Regions from separate parts of the Mus musculus genome. Here all the other regions are linked to region 2. Evidence: chromatin contacts called from public promoter capture Hi-C data. All regions are on one chromosome and are shown on one strand. Each heading gives the region's core, a stretch centred on a gene start, on an enhancer-like site or on the middle of the called end of the contact. The rest is flanking DNA. Distances are from core to core; before and after follow the strand shown.

The links. Promoter capture Hi-C pulls out the DNA fragments that hold promoters and counts their contacts. Capture Hi-C pulls out chosen DNA fragments and counts their contacts.
Region 1: a contact with region 2 is called in a promoter capture Hi-C map of embryonic stem cells, with 4 times the contacts expected there. The contact joins the enhancer-like site here to the promoter of Trim59 in region 2. A contact is called at or near these places in 4 of 39 promoter capture datasets (the 3T3-L1 cell line, cranial neural crest, embryonic stem cells and 1 more), 2 of 484 Hi-C or Micro-C datasets (both in embryonic stem cells) and 4 of 115 datasets of contacts at active chromatin or transcription factors (embryonic stem cells, extraembryonic endoderm stem cells and large pre-B cells).
Region 3: a promoter capture Hi-C map of adipose tissue shows a contact between it and region 2, with 2.6 times the contacts expected there. The contact joins the promoter of B3galnt1 here to the promoter of Trim59 in region 2. A contact is called at or near these places in 5 of 39 promoter capture datasets (the 3T3-L1 cell line, hippocampal neurons, liver and 1 more), 2 of 484 Hi-C or Micro-C datasets (embryonic stem cells and uterus) and 1 of 9 other capture datasets (adipose tissue).

The regions. Positions count from the first base shown.
Region 1 is chr3:69,753,280-69,757,191 of GRCm38.p6, reverse strand. No RefSeq gene overlaps it. Among named protein-coding and RNA genes, the nearest start is that of Nmd3, 33 kb to the right of the region's middle. Within about 2 kb of position 1,826, at least 32 of the 459 cell types and tissues checked have an H3K27ac peak or open chromatin away from gene starts, as enhancers often do. A contact at or near this core is called in embryonic stem cells, where this site is marked.
Region 2 is chr3:69,042,917-69,046,966 of GRCm38.p6, reverse strand. Trim59 (tripartite motif-containing 59) reads left to right here and starts at 2,225. Exons shown (of 3, transcript NM_025863.3): 1 at 2,225-2,354; 2 at 3,125-3,199.
Region 3 is chr3:69,596,211-69,600,360 of GRCm38.p6, reverse strand. It overlaps B3galnt1 (UDP-GalNAc:betaGlcNAc beta 1,3-galactosaminyltransferase, polypeptide 1), which reads left to right and starts at 1,401. Exons shown (of 3, transcript NM_020026.4): 1 at 1,401-1,559.

The sequences.
Region 1 (3,912 bases), core at 577-3,076, 710 kb before region 2:
CAGTTTTCATGATCCTAGGACTTATCAATTCCTAATGAACTTATCTTTTCAAGAGCCGTTTTTATGGTCCTATCCCATGAAGAAAGAGGACCTATATAAATCAGTAAATAGTCTAGTAAATAAGTTAAGCAATATTATCATCAACATATGAAATCAAGCAATGAAATGTTTATTTCCAATTTCTCTGTAAACCTGTAGGGTTTATATAAATACAAACACAAGCCTAAGTTGAATAATCTGAACTTGAAAGTTTTTTCGACCAAACCTACTTTAAATTATAACCCAAAAGTCACTAAGAAAGAAAAAATCTAAAAAGTCCCACTGTTGAAAGCATAGCCTAGTGAAACTCAAAATACCGTGATCCCTACCTCAAGTGTGGGACTCACTCACGCGACTACAGAGGGATCCAGTGAGTGCTGTTAGCCACAGGACCACGGAGAGATTTCCCAAGGAGGAAGCCTCACACGGTGTTTCTTGACGACTGATTGGTAAAGTGCCTTTCAGTATCATCAGTCAGTCATTACTGCCACCTGGTGGACATTCTAACTAGCCTTAAGGCCATTGCCCAACGGGCTTCACTTAAAAACTAAAGGTAGGAAAACATTTCTATTATTTGGTAACATACTTCATTATCTTAGTTTCAGAAGGCCAAAATTCATACCATTCACTTACTCAAAGGCTATATACTTCATTTAAATACACACTGCGAATGGTTCAAATTACTTATAAAGCACTAGGCAGTGGCATTCAGACAAGACAGCATGATAGCACACATGAAAATTCAAATTATGCAAGCAATACTCAACCAGACTTCAAGTCATTCAACAATATTTTTATTTTTCATATTTCCATAATCAGGGCTAATTTTTCAACATGTGGGTGCCAGGGATTGAATTGAGGACATGAAGCTTGGTGCCACTGAGTCATCATAGCAGCCCTCAACAGTTTGCTTATAGCAGCTTAAGTAGCTGTGACTCCCCAAAATGGGATTAAAAGCATGCACCACCGCACCTGGCTTCTTAACTCCTTTTATTTTTTTATTTTGTATACAGGTGTCTAGCTAGCACAGACATCTATGTGTCGCACGTATGCCTGATGCCCAGAAAAGGGTAACAGATCTCCTGGAACTGGAAGTGCAGGGTTGTTGAAGAGTTGTGAACTACTATGTGGGTTTTGGGAATAGAACCTTGGGGACCTCTGAAGAGCAGCCAATTCTCCTAACCACTGGGCCATCTCATCTCTTCAGCTACATTCTCAACAATCTATAATACAAAGGCCTTTGTACTATTTGAAAATCTAAATTTCAGACGTCAGTGGTCCTACCTAATAAGATGTAAATCTTAACAAAAACAATGTATGACTGTTAACTACGTCAAAGTGAAACTTGTTTAGCAAAAAAAGGCAAAAACATCAGGATATATCAATGTCCAAAACCATCAAGAGCTACTTATGTAAGAAATATCTTCAAATCAACACTCAGAAATGGAATCTCAAGTATCTAGATAATGAAAGGTTATTCAATATGTAATCTAACAAATGTAATTAAAATGAACACTACTTTTGTCACCTTCCAAGCTGACAAAAAATTAAAATGGAAAACCCTATAATATTATAAAAGTGTTTGCCAAAGTCAAAAAAGAGAAACCCTTGTATACTGATAGAAAACTGCAGACCTTGAGCATACATATAAGTTTTGCCAGCCAACAGACAATACCCACCCCCATAGATTTAACGATTAAAATAGCACCTGCTATTTTAGCTTCTGTGGGTGAGATGCCCAGACATGTCTTGCTTGAGTGTCTTCAAGTCAAAATGCTGTGGTCGAGGGTTAGCTGGGACTGCCATCTTATGGACCGTCAAGGAGCTACAGAGAGCTTCAGAAATTGGGTTAGGCCAGATCTGACCTTCTTGTACCAGGACATACTGGAATATGACTGAATAGGATGTCTATAGTTGATGGTTGTTAAGGGTAAGAGACATGGATCCCATTGTTTAGAATGGAGTGTGTAACCCAATGCGGGTAAGGGGGCCTAGGTTGCAAGGTGCAGTCTGTGTGTACAGACGTGTATATAATAGCCTTAGGATGCCGGGTGTGTTATTAGAATCGGGTATATGCACAGTCAAGTAGATTCTTGCATACCTATTGCCTAGATAATGGTTTATTGAACTGCTTTCCAGTAAATATAGTTAAGATGTAAGAAAAATTGCTGACTCTAGTGTGTAAATACACAAGACAAAGCATTGGCATTTTGTAATTCCAAAATGTAAAAAAAATGCTCAGCACAAACACATATGCCAATCAGAAGACTACAGGAAGTTACTGAGGTCTCAATGGCTAAAGCTAGGATAATTCTAACAAGATATACCCCAGAATCCATACCGAGTTAAATGATTGAATAGTACACAGGACAAGTCTCCCATGTGCATCAATTTCAAATAGTTTATGGACTTTACTTTCAGGAGTAGAAAAACTCACTTCCTCTTAGCTATGAGCTGTACACAATGATTTTCTTCTGAAGGAAGGGGAGGGGGAGGAGTCAATTTACAGGATAATAAGAAATCCATCTAGCATGCTTAAGGCCCTGGGTTTGATCCCCAGCAAAATACAGAAAACACACACACACCCAGATACTCAAAAGTAGAAGGTAAGATGACTGAAAAAACAGTTTCTTTTTCTGTCTTGTGCTAGTGTGGACTGAAACGAGGGCTTCAGGCATGTTAGACAGGTGCTATAGTACTGAGCTATGCCCTATGATTTCTCTATCTGCACCACAAGCCCAGCCTAGAATTGCTTATTTCACACTTCATAAACTAGCGCTAATGCATATTACCTCAAAGTACTGTGAAGAAGCTATAGGTACCCACTTATGTGAACTGAAAGTTGGCAATGTCTAAGAAGCACACCTAATGTGCTAATCCCAGCACATTAAAAGCAGGCAGCCCTGCTAGAAAAACATAGCTACTCAGACTACCCCACCCCTAAGCGCTTAGTCACTGAAAATTATGCCTTTTCCCCAGCCTCAACATCATTAGAATTCGCTGAGTATTTTCAGCACACTACTTTGCAATAAAAGATATCTAGACAGATAGATCTCTTGCCTTCATCAAGGCCTGCTTTCCTGGAACTGGTCAAATTATTTGAACATGTGACAAAAGGCCAGGCATGGTGGTACATATCTTTAACCCCAGCACTTGGGAGGCAAGGTGGATCTGAATTTGAGGTGGTCTATATAACAAACCCCACTCCATGCCAGATTACACAGTAAGACCCTGTCACAAACAAACAAAAAACTTCCCATGTGACAAACTGAGAAGCTGAGAATGACCAACTCTTACATATGTGATTTTTATGAAACTTTTTCATGATTCCTTCACAGGTGAGTCCACTGAGAGCTGTGCCATTTCTAAGTGACAGCGGTGCCTCATAAAGCAAAGTAAGGCAAGAATATGATCTAGGTCCTGACCAAAGGAAATCCAAAGAGAACCCCAACCCTCAACATTTTATAGAGCAAAAAGACAATGGCAAGAGAACAGACTAACTTGAAGGGGCATCCACTGCTCAGTTCAGCATGAAATTAAAATTTTAGTTGCTCAGCAAGCATCCTGCTAGGGCTGAATGTACACTCCCCAAACTGACATAAGGAAATCTAATCCTTATGTTACAGGCATTTCAGGTGGGGTTTCACGGAGATTAATTAGTAAATAGGTCATGACGGTAGAAATGAGTGCTCCAAGCTGACTCAGAAGGGGCTCACTCTGTGCCTGTGAGGACTCAGCAAGAATCTGCAAAGCTCTAAGGCCCTCCCCAGAGCGTAACCATAATGGAATCCTCCAGAAACAGCAAAGCTTACATGTTTATGTGGCCTGAACTTTCACAGCATCCTGCATTTAGATGAAAACCATTAAAAAAAG
Region 2 (4,050 bases), core at 976-3,475:
TCTTTTTGTTGGTAGTGTGTGTGTGTGTGTGTGTGTGTTTCTAGACAGGGTTTCTCTGTGTGGCCTTGACTGTCCTAGAACTAGGTCTGTAGACTAGACTGTCTACTAACTCCTGAGAACCAACACTTCTGCCCCCAGAAGCTGAGATTAAGACTGTATGCCATGACTGTCTGGCATGAAACCCATTTGCTGGGTTACAGTTTGTGCTAATTCTCACAGAGTGAAGGGCTGCCTCAAGTTAGGTGGGGTTGGTATGCGGATGACTACAGCTGAAATCACTTGAGGAACTCTGACGTTAGCCAGGACCAGCGGGCCTGCATTTTCCTGTCTGCAGCAAACAGATTCTTGTGGGAAGACTCTCCTTCAGATAAGAAAACCAGAAAGTATCCTTGCTGGCCAGAGACTTAGATGGGGCTACAATGAACGTTTCCTAACAAGCTCCTTGAAGTAATCCTTAGCTTCTACTAGCTTCTGTCTGTCCCCATCTTTTTAGTATCTTTTAGTAACAGCCCTAGAACTTGCCTTCTAATACAAATATATGTTCGCTCTGTAATTCCTCAAGAGTTTATTGTTCTTATCTAAGACAGTATACAAGCTTCTACTGTTTTTATTTTTATTTTTTATGTGTACGAGTGATTGTCAGTGTAAGTATATGCCATCTGTGTGTGTCTGCAGAGCCAGTCAAGAGTGAGCTTAGATCCCCTGGAGCGGGAGTTACAGGCAGTTGTGAGGGGTCCACAGTCATGCTGGGAACTGAATTTGAGAATAGTAAGTGCTCTTAACTGCTGTTACCTCTGGTCAGTTAAAAACAAATAAAACCCCGTTTATCTATTTCTTTAATGTGTGGTTTGTAACGTGCATGCATGCGTACATCACATCCTTGCTTAGTGATCTGGGAGGCTAGAAGAGAGCATCAGATTCCCGTGCAACAGTTGTGAGCTGCTGTGTGGGTCTTCTGGAAGAACAGCCAGCGCTGACTTTCTGTTTCAAAGCTCAAGACAAAAAGTTTTCAAGCAAGGAGTCTGAGGAGCGCCAAGAAGATGTTAATGTGCGCTCAGCGGTTTGGCTTTTCCATGGTGGGAACTGAACACGCCAGGCGAGCACTGGAACTGAGCTACACCCCCAGCTCAGAAGTCACATTTCTGTTCATCATCTTTCCGATATTATACCTGTAACAAAACCACGTATTTCCCATCCTTTATCCCGTTTCTCAATACTCTATCACAAAGGGAGTATTGGGAGTGTGTATATCGTAATGGAAGACACCCAAAGCAGCTGATTTTTTTTTTTCAGCCCAAAGTTTTCGAAGGCTGACGCCCCAACACATGAGGTTTTTAGGTTTACGACTTTTACGCTTTGGTGCCTGTATTTGAATTGTAATTTCTAGTCTTTCTTTTCCAGACCAACACTATCATCTATAGAGCGCATGAATAACAGTTCATAAATCCTGAGTAGCGCTGCCGGTCAGCGTGGAGCTGCCTTAGTGCTAAGGCTCCTCTTCTCTGCCCCTTCCCCATGTTTGGTTACAGAACTTTCTGGCAGGGTCGGGCACTCTATGGACCTGTAAAGCACACTCCTTGAAGGCACAATCCATTTTCCTTCCTCTACGCCCCCTCTTTCCATCTTGTCTCCGAGGTCAAGTCTTGCTGTGAGTCTTAGGCTGACTTGGAATCTGCTCTGTAGCTCACACCGGCCGGGAGCGGAGAGCGGTCTGAGCTCTGGAATGGCGTTTCTCCGAGAAAGTGAAAAGCCACTACTGTGTTTTCTGACCCAGCGTGTTAGAGAGGACAGGGAGGACACAGATGAAGGCTTAGGCGCGCCTAAGTTGGAGGACCGGAGCCTCACGGGGGCGGGCGAGCGCGCCGAGCCCTCCAGCCGGTGACTGAACAAGGAACCTGTGAGGTAACAATGGAAGAAGCCTGCGCGCCGCCAGCTCCAGAACCATCCCGTGCGGGCGTGGTCCTAAGTAATAAGCAGTCCCTCAGCCAGCCGCCTCCAGAAGCCGCCGGGTCACCCGCGCATCCCCGCCCTCGCGAGGTCCTGGCGCCAGCCCTTCCCCCCCAAGGCGCGACCCCTGCCGCCCGTGCGCTTTCCGCGCCGCGCGCTAGTGCGCAGGCGCCTGGCCCTCGGCCGTTGGTGTTCAAAGGCCGCCCGCGCTCTCTCATTGGCGGAGGCGGCGCGGTTGAAAGTCGCTGCGGCGCCGCCGGCCCCGCCCCCGCCGGGCACCTGAAGACTCGGGCGAGCGCCTCGCAGTGTCCGCACCAGGCTGCCCGGGAGCCCTCGCCGTGCGCGCCGTCGCCCGCCTCGCCCGCCTCGCCCGCCTCGCCCGCCTCGCCCGCCTCGCCCGCCTCGCGGTGAGTACGCGGCTCCGCCGGGGAGGCGGCTCGCTGCCCCTCTTTCTCGAGCGCCCGCGGCCCCGGTGCGTTCGCCGCCGACTTGAGGATGGGGAGGCGGGCTGGGCTCCGGAGGGCGTGCGCTCGCCTCTCCTCGCTTCGCGCGCTCGCGGGTGGAGCAGCGGCGCTCCGAGCTACCGGCGGGATTGAGGTCGTAAGGGCCGGTAGGTGAGCCTAGCAGATCCCGCAGCACCGCGCGGGGCGAGTGAGCCCTGGGCATCCTGGACAAGAGGGTGTGACTGCCATCTTTGAGCCACTTCTTTGTTTGGAGTTCACGTAGGACTTATGCCCATTGTACAGATGTGAACCTTCATAGGTAAAACTGAGGCCTGCAGCGTTTCGGAGACCACCCAATGTGTTGATGGGAATAATTTAACGTAGTTTCGAGCTGGGGATATCTACGCGCGAGGATATTTCTAGTCGTCTTGCTGAGTTTAAATAAAACTTTGAAGCGGGGCATGAACGTGCACGCCTGTAACCCCAGCATGGGGGCAGACAGAGGCAGCAAGCTCTCCTGTGCGTTCCAGGTCGTCAGTGAGGACTACAAAATTAGTCTCAAAAAACCCACCAAACCAAACTATGAGTGTTTAGTTCCCATCATTGGTTAATCTTGTCCAGAGTCAGAGATTCGTTATGTTGTAAAAAGTCCTTTGTGTGGAAATGGTTGGGACTTTAAAGATGAAATATTTACTGCAGGCAAAATCTGAAACATTAAATTGTTTTACTTTTAGAATAACAAAGGATCCTGGAAAAGTTGGAGAAGATAAAGTACACCCAGTGTCCAGATCAGGAGATTGACAGACCAGGTAAGCTCTGGGAAGTTAACTGGATACGAAGAAACATCAGGATATTAGAGTGTGTGATTCCTGGGCTATGATGAAAGATTGAAAAATCTCTTGAAAAAAAGATGTATATTGGAAGTGTATAAAATTTTAACCATCTTATGGAGGAAGCATAAAGTGAGAAATGACCTAATCTAAAAGGTATTCAGTTTTTTGTTTGATTCTCCCCCCCCCCCCAAAAAAAAAAAAAAAACCAAAAAACAAAAAACCATGGTTTCTCTGTGTAGCCCTGGCTGTCCTGGATAATTGCTCTGTTGACCAGGATGGTCTTTAACTCAGAGATTCCTCTGCCTCCCAAGTGCTGGAGCCAAAGCCATCACTGCCTGGCTAAAAGATTTTCACTTTTATCTAACAGACATTTTATAAGCATGTGTGGACGTCTTAAGTCATGCACACAAAATGGTATTGCCTTACACGTTTGCACGCTGCATTTATTATTCAAGCTACCTTTATTCCTTTTTGCCCAGTATTACACATTGATCTACATTTTTAGTGAGCCAAGGTCCTGTATTTTAACCTGGTAAAAAGTAAAATTTTGACTTTGGGTAATATATATATACTGACATTGCAAATATGTTGCTGAATGTTTTCCATCAAATATATTTTCACTTTGAAAAACTATTTTTTGAATACTGTGTTTTATGTATATTGGTAGACACACTGTTTTCACATTAGTCTTCACATGCACACTAGGAGAGGGCAACAGATCCCATTTCAGGTGGTTGTGAGCCACTGTGTGGCTGCTGGGAATTGAACTCAGGACCTTTGAAAGAGCAGCTAATGCCCCTAACTGCTGAGCCATCTCTCCAGCCCTA
Region 3 (4,150 bases), core at 152-2,651, 550 kb before region 2:
TACACATCAGTTTTAAGTACTCTCAGTTCTCTAAGGAATTGAAAATACACTCCTCCAAAGAATTTTCAAAATCTTCGACATATTGCCTATTAACCACTGAAGAGAAACATTCTCCGTGTTTGTTTATCATGGAACAGTTTGGAGAATACCTCTCCCTACTTCCATGGTTTTAGCTTTGGGTCAAGTGAGATTGTGTTTGAGAGTCCATATTCTCCCCCCATGGAAATAACACGCAGAGCTCCATGCAGTGTGTAAAGGAGTCTTACCATTACATCCCGCTTCTGGTTCAAGAACTTAAATTACTGAGCTGGGAGAGCAAAACAGCAGTCAAACAGAACTGAGCAACTTCTAAAAGTCCTGCTACGAAAGAAAACAGGTTGTGCTACATCTATATATTCTACACGGACGCATAGAGGCAATAGTCCAATCTTGATAAGATCATCTTTCTAGGAAGTCGGTGTGGCTTTCCGACAAGAACATGGCGTACATACTAGGTGATATTGTAGAATTCTAGTTTCTCCAAATCGATAAGGCTGATCCCGGCTATGTTGAAGTCACTAGTTTAAGAAACGCAACCTAGAGCGTCTAGGGAAGGATGGGAAAGCGATTCTTGTGAATTGTTGTTAAATTTTGGTTGCTTGTATTTAGGTGCTCACTGAAAAACTGTTTCCTTTTAGGTGGAGTGAGGCCAACCTGTTCACAGTCCTAAAGCCAAGACACCAGAATGGGTCTTTGTTTTCAGATGACACTTTGTTTCCAGGGGCCTTTTGACAGAAAGCAATTTTTGAATGGAACCACCTCCACCCTAAGTCCTGGGAGAAACAGTCAGTACAGAAACACCCAGCTTTCATGACCAAAGGCTTCTCCCTTCTCCCAGAGAGGCACCATTTGGGTGGAGATGACTAAGTGGAGCTGACCAAGGGTTCATAGCACTAGACGGTTTCTAGAGGCAGTTGAGGGTGTGGGGGTGGAGGTGGGGTGGGGTGCCAGGACTCTCTGAGCCTCTGGTCCACATACACCAAAGCTTTCCTCTCCCCACCCCCACTCCCGCACTCCTGAAAGGAGAAACAGCCTTCTGAATGTGCCAAGGCTTCCTCCTTTCCAAGTCAGCCCTGGGGCGGAAATCTGCGGGCTACACATTTAGGCATCTCCCCGAGAAGGGAGAAGGGAGAAGCCTTTGGTCATGAAGGCTGGGTGTTTCTGTACTGACTCTGTTTCTCCCAGGACCTAGGGTGAAGGTGGTTCCATTCAAAAATAAAATTTCTTGCTTTCTGTCAAAAGATGGCACGAGGCAGAGAGCCGGGGTTGGAGGTGGAGGACTTAGGCGAAGCCTGCGGTGGCCGTGATGCTGGCGCCCGCCCGCGGCAGAGGCCGGCAGCTGCGGCGATAACAGCGATAACGGCGCTGGGCTGCGGACGCAGGGACCCCGCGCGCGCGCGCGTGCGTGAAGGAGGCGCGCGCCCGCCCGCTCGGCGTGCGTGCGGCTGCGGGGAGTCCGTGTTCGCGCGCAGAGAGCGAGCGCGGGCCGCACCGTTGCGGGTACCACGGGCGCACGGGAGGTGAGTGCGGGGCGGGCGGGCGGGAGGCCGAGGCGGGGAGACGGTTGGGCGGCTGCCGAGCGCCCCTCTCTCTCGCGGCGCAGCCTTCTAGGTTCGTGGGTCGGGGCTTCGAGGCCCCGGGCGCCGCTCGCTCCTCCGTGGAGCGGGGCGCCGCGAGCTGCCACGCCCTGGGCTCTGGCCTCCGCGCCTGGTCTCGGGGCTGGGTCTCGAGGCTCCGGACGAGAGACTCGAGAATCTGGGCCACTTGGAGGGGCGTCCAGTGCTCTTGGCGAGCCGGGCCACCGCGGCCTCACGGATCCATCCTGCCCTGCCTTGAGCTATGTAAGCCTCGGGGGCCGAGGTAGTGGTGGCCTGGTTGTCACCGCGACCAAGGAGAAGTGGAGAATACTGTCCGCACGCCACGCCGATGGACCTGCTGCAGGCCCGGAGGGAGGAACGCACATTCTAGGCGGGAAAGGGCCTGTGGTCCCTAGGGTAGGAGAGTGCTTCCTGGGGGAGAGGTGGCGAGGAGGAAGGGAATGGGAGATTTGGAAAGAGGAGACTCCTAAAGATTAAGGCTACATTATTAATAAAAGGTCTGAGTGGAATGTACAAAGCATTGTAAAGGAACTCTTAGATGGAGGGAGCCTTACTTTTTCAGGCTGTAAAGGATGCGGCCAGCTGCAGCACGGAGAGCTAGCTGTGTTTGTGACTGCAGGACTAAAAGGTGCAGGACTAAAAGGCAGGCATTGATTTTTGACTTAAGTAGACCCCCCTCCCACAAACCCCGTTCCCAGCCTTTAGGAGAAGCAGCTTGCTTTGTTAGGAAACGCTACTGCCAAGTAAGGAATTGCCCAACGGTTTGTTTTTGGAGGGAGGTAGGACGATTTGCAGTCTTCACCCAGATGAAATCTGTGTTTTACCTTTGGGTGTCTAAGGCAGACGCAGGGAGTTTGAGCTCTCTGAAGTGTTGACACCTCATAACTCTAGGAAGGGGCCTTCCTTTTACTGAGAGAAAAGTGTGGCATTTTCTCTCTTTCACGTTGGAAGATTTGATTGAAATGAATGGCCACCAGGGAGCTGCAGCATTAAAAACTATTACATTATCGAAATTGTTCTTGGTTGTCGAATGGGACGAGAAGAGAGAAGAAGAAAGCATCCAGGCCTATCCAGAAAGGAAGAGCCAGCTGATGCTGATGCAGTTTGTCAGGGAGAGACCATTGATTTTAGCTGTGGTAGCATTATGATATAGTACTTAAAAAATATTTTCTAAAGCAAAATTTATGTGTTCTCTCTTCATGTATGCATGTGTACCAGAGGCATGCCTAGGGCCTGGTAAGGTCAGAAGTGGGGAGGGGGGCGGCACTGCACCCCCCAGAACTGAAGTTATGAATGGGAATAGACCCTCCACATGAGGGCCAGGAGCTGAACTCTAGTCTGCAAGAGCAACAAGTGTGCTTAACCACATGTCATCTCTCCAGCCTCGAGATAAATATTTCCTTAAATTCAGTTCTTTGCAGCAGATCTATTTTAACTAAAGCAGAGAATCAATCGCGCACGCGCTCTCTCTCTCTCTCTCATGTATTTATCTAGTGATATAATCTCATCTGAAATTCTGTAAGTGGATTTATCATGTTTTTAATTTGATCTTAGTTTTGCATTATATTAGCTGAAACTGCCCAATATGGTACCATATCTGGGTTTTGGGTATCACTGATATAAGCTACAAGCTTTAGTCTATTCTTATGTGTTTCTTTCCCCAGAAGGTTTGAAAAAGTGCAAGATTTAAGCTCTACTAAGCCATTTTGGATAATATATTTCCCCCCTAAAGTTGAATTTTTTTTATTAAGCACTGTGGTGCTTCAGGAAAACTTGATAACAGATTCTATTCAACCTTGAGTTTAGAGTAAATTCTTTATCTCTAATAAAATGCTTCTCTAGATGCCCAGCTTTCCCCTGAGGGGAGGGGCTCTTCTCTGTCCTGGTAAAGCTAGAATGGCACTTCAGAAATGCCCTTTTCCTATTTACACCTATACTCCGTCCATACAGTTTGCCGTGTGATAGGGACCTGCTCTGTGGTAAAGAGCCACATGGTACCATCCCACAGGTAAAGTGGACTGGAGGTCGGCGGGTGCCTGTAAGTGAGCCTGTCCACTGGGTGCTTCAGAGGTGTGGCTCAGCAGGGTATGGGCAGACATCTCCTTAGGGACAATGGAAAAGGGTTTCATTTTTAATAAAAGTTGCATAAGCATTGATTTGCTTTTAAAAAAAAAGCAAGATTCTTGCCTTATTCTGGATTAGAGGAAAGGGGAGAGACCAACTTGGTCTATTCTTCTTGAGCTAGTTGTTAGCCTAGGAACTCTCTCAGTTGTATGTCTCCTTTGCATCCTGAGGGGAACAAAAGACAAGATAAAGTGTAGTGGTTTGAATATGCTTGGCCCAGGGAGTGGCACTATTAGGAGGTGTGGCCTTGTTGGAGGGAGTGTGTCACTGTAGGGATGGGCTTTGAGACCTTCCTCCAAGAAGCCAGTCTTCTCCTGTTTGTCTTTGAAACAAGATGTACAACTCTCAGCTCCTCCAGTGTCTGCCTGGACGCTGCCATGCTTCCTGCC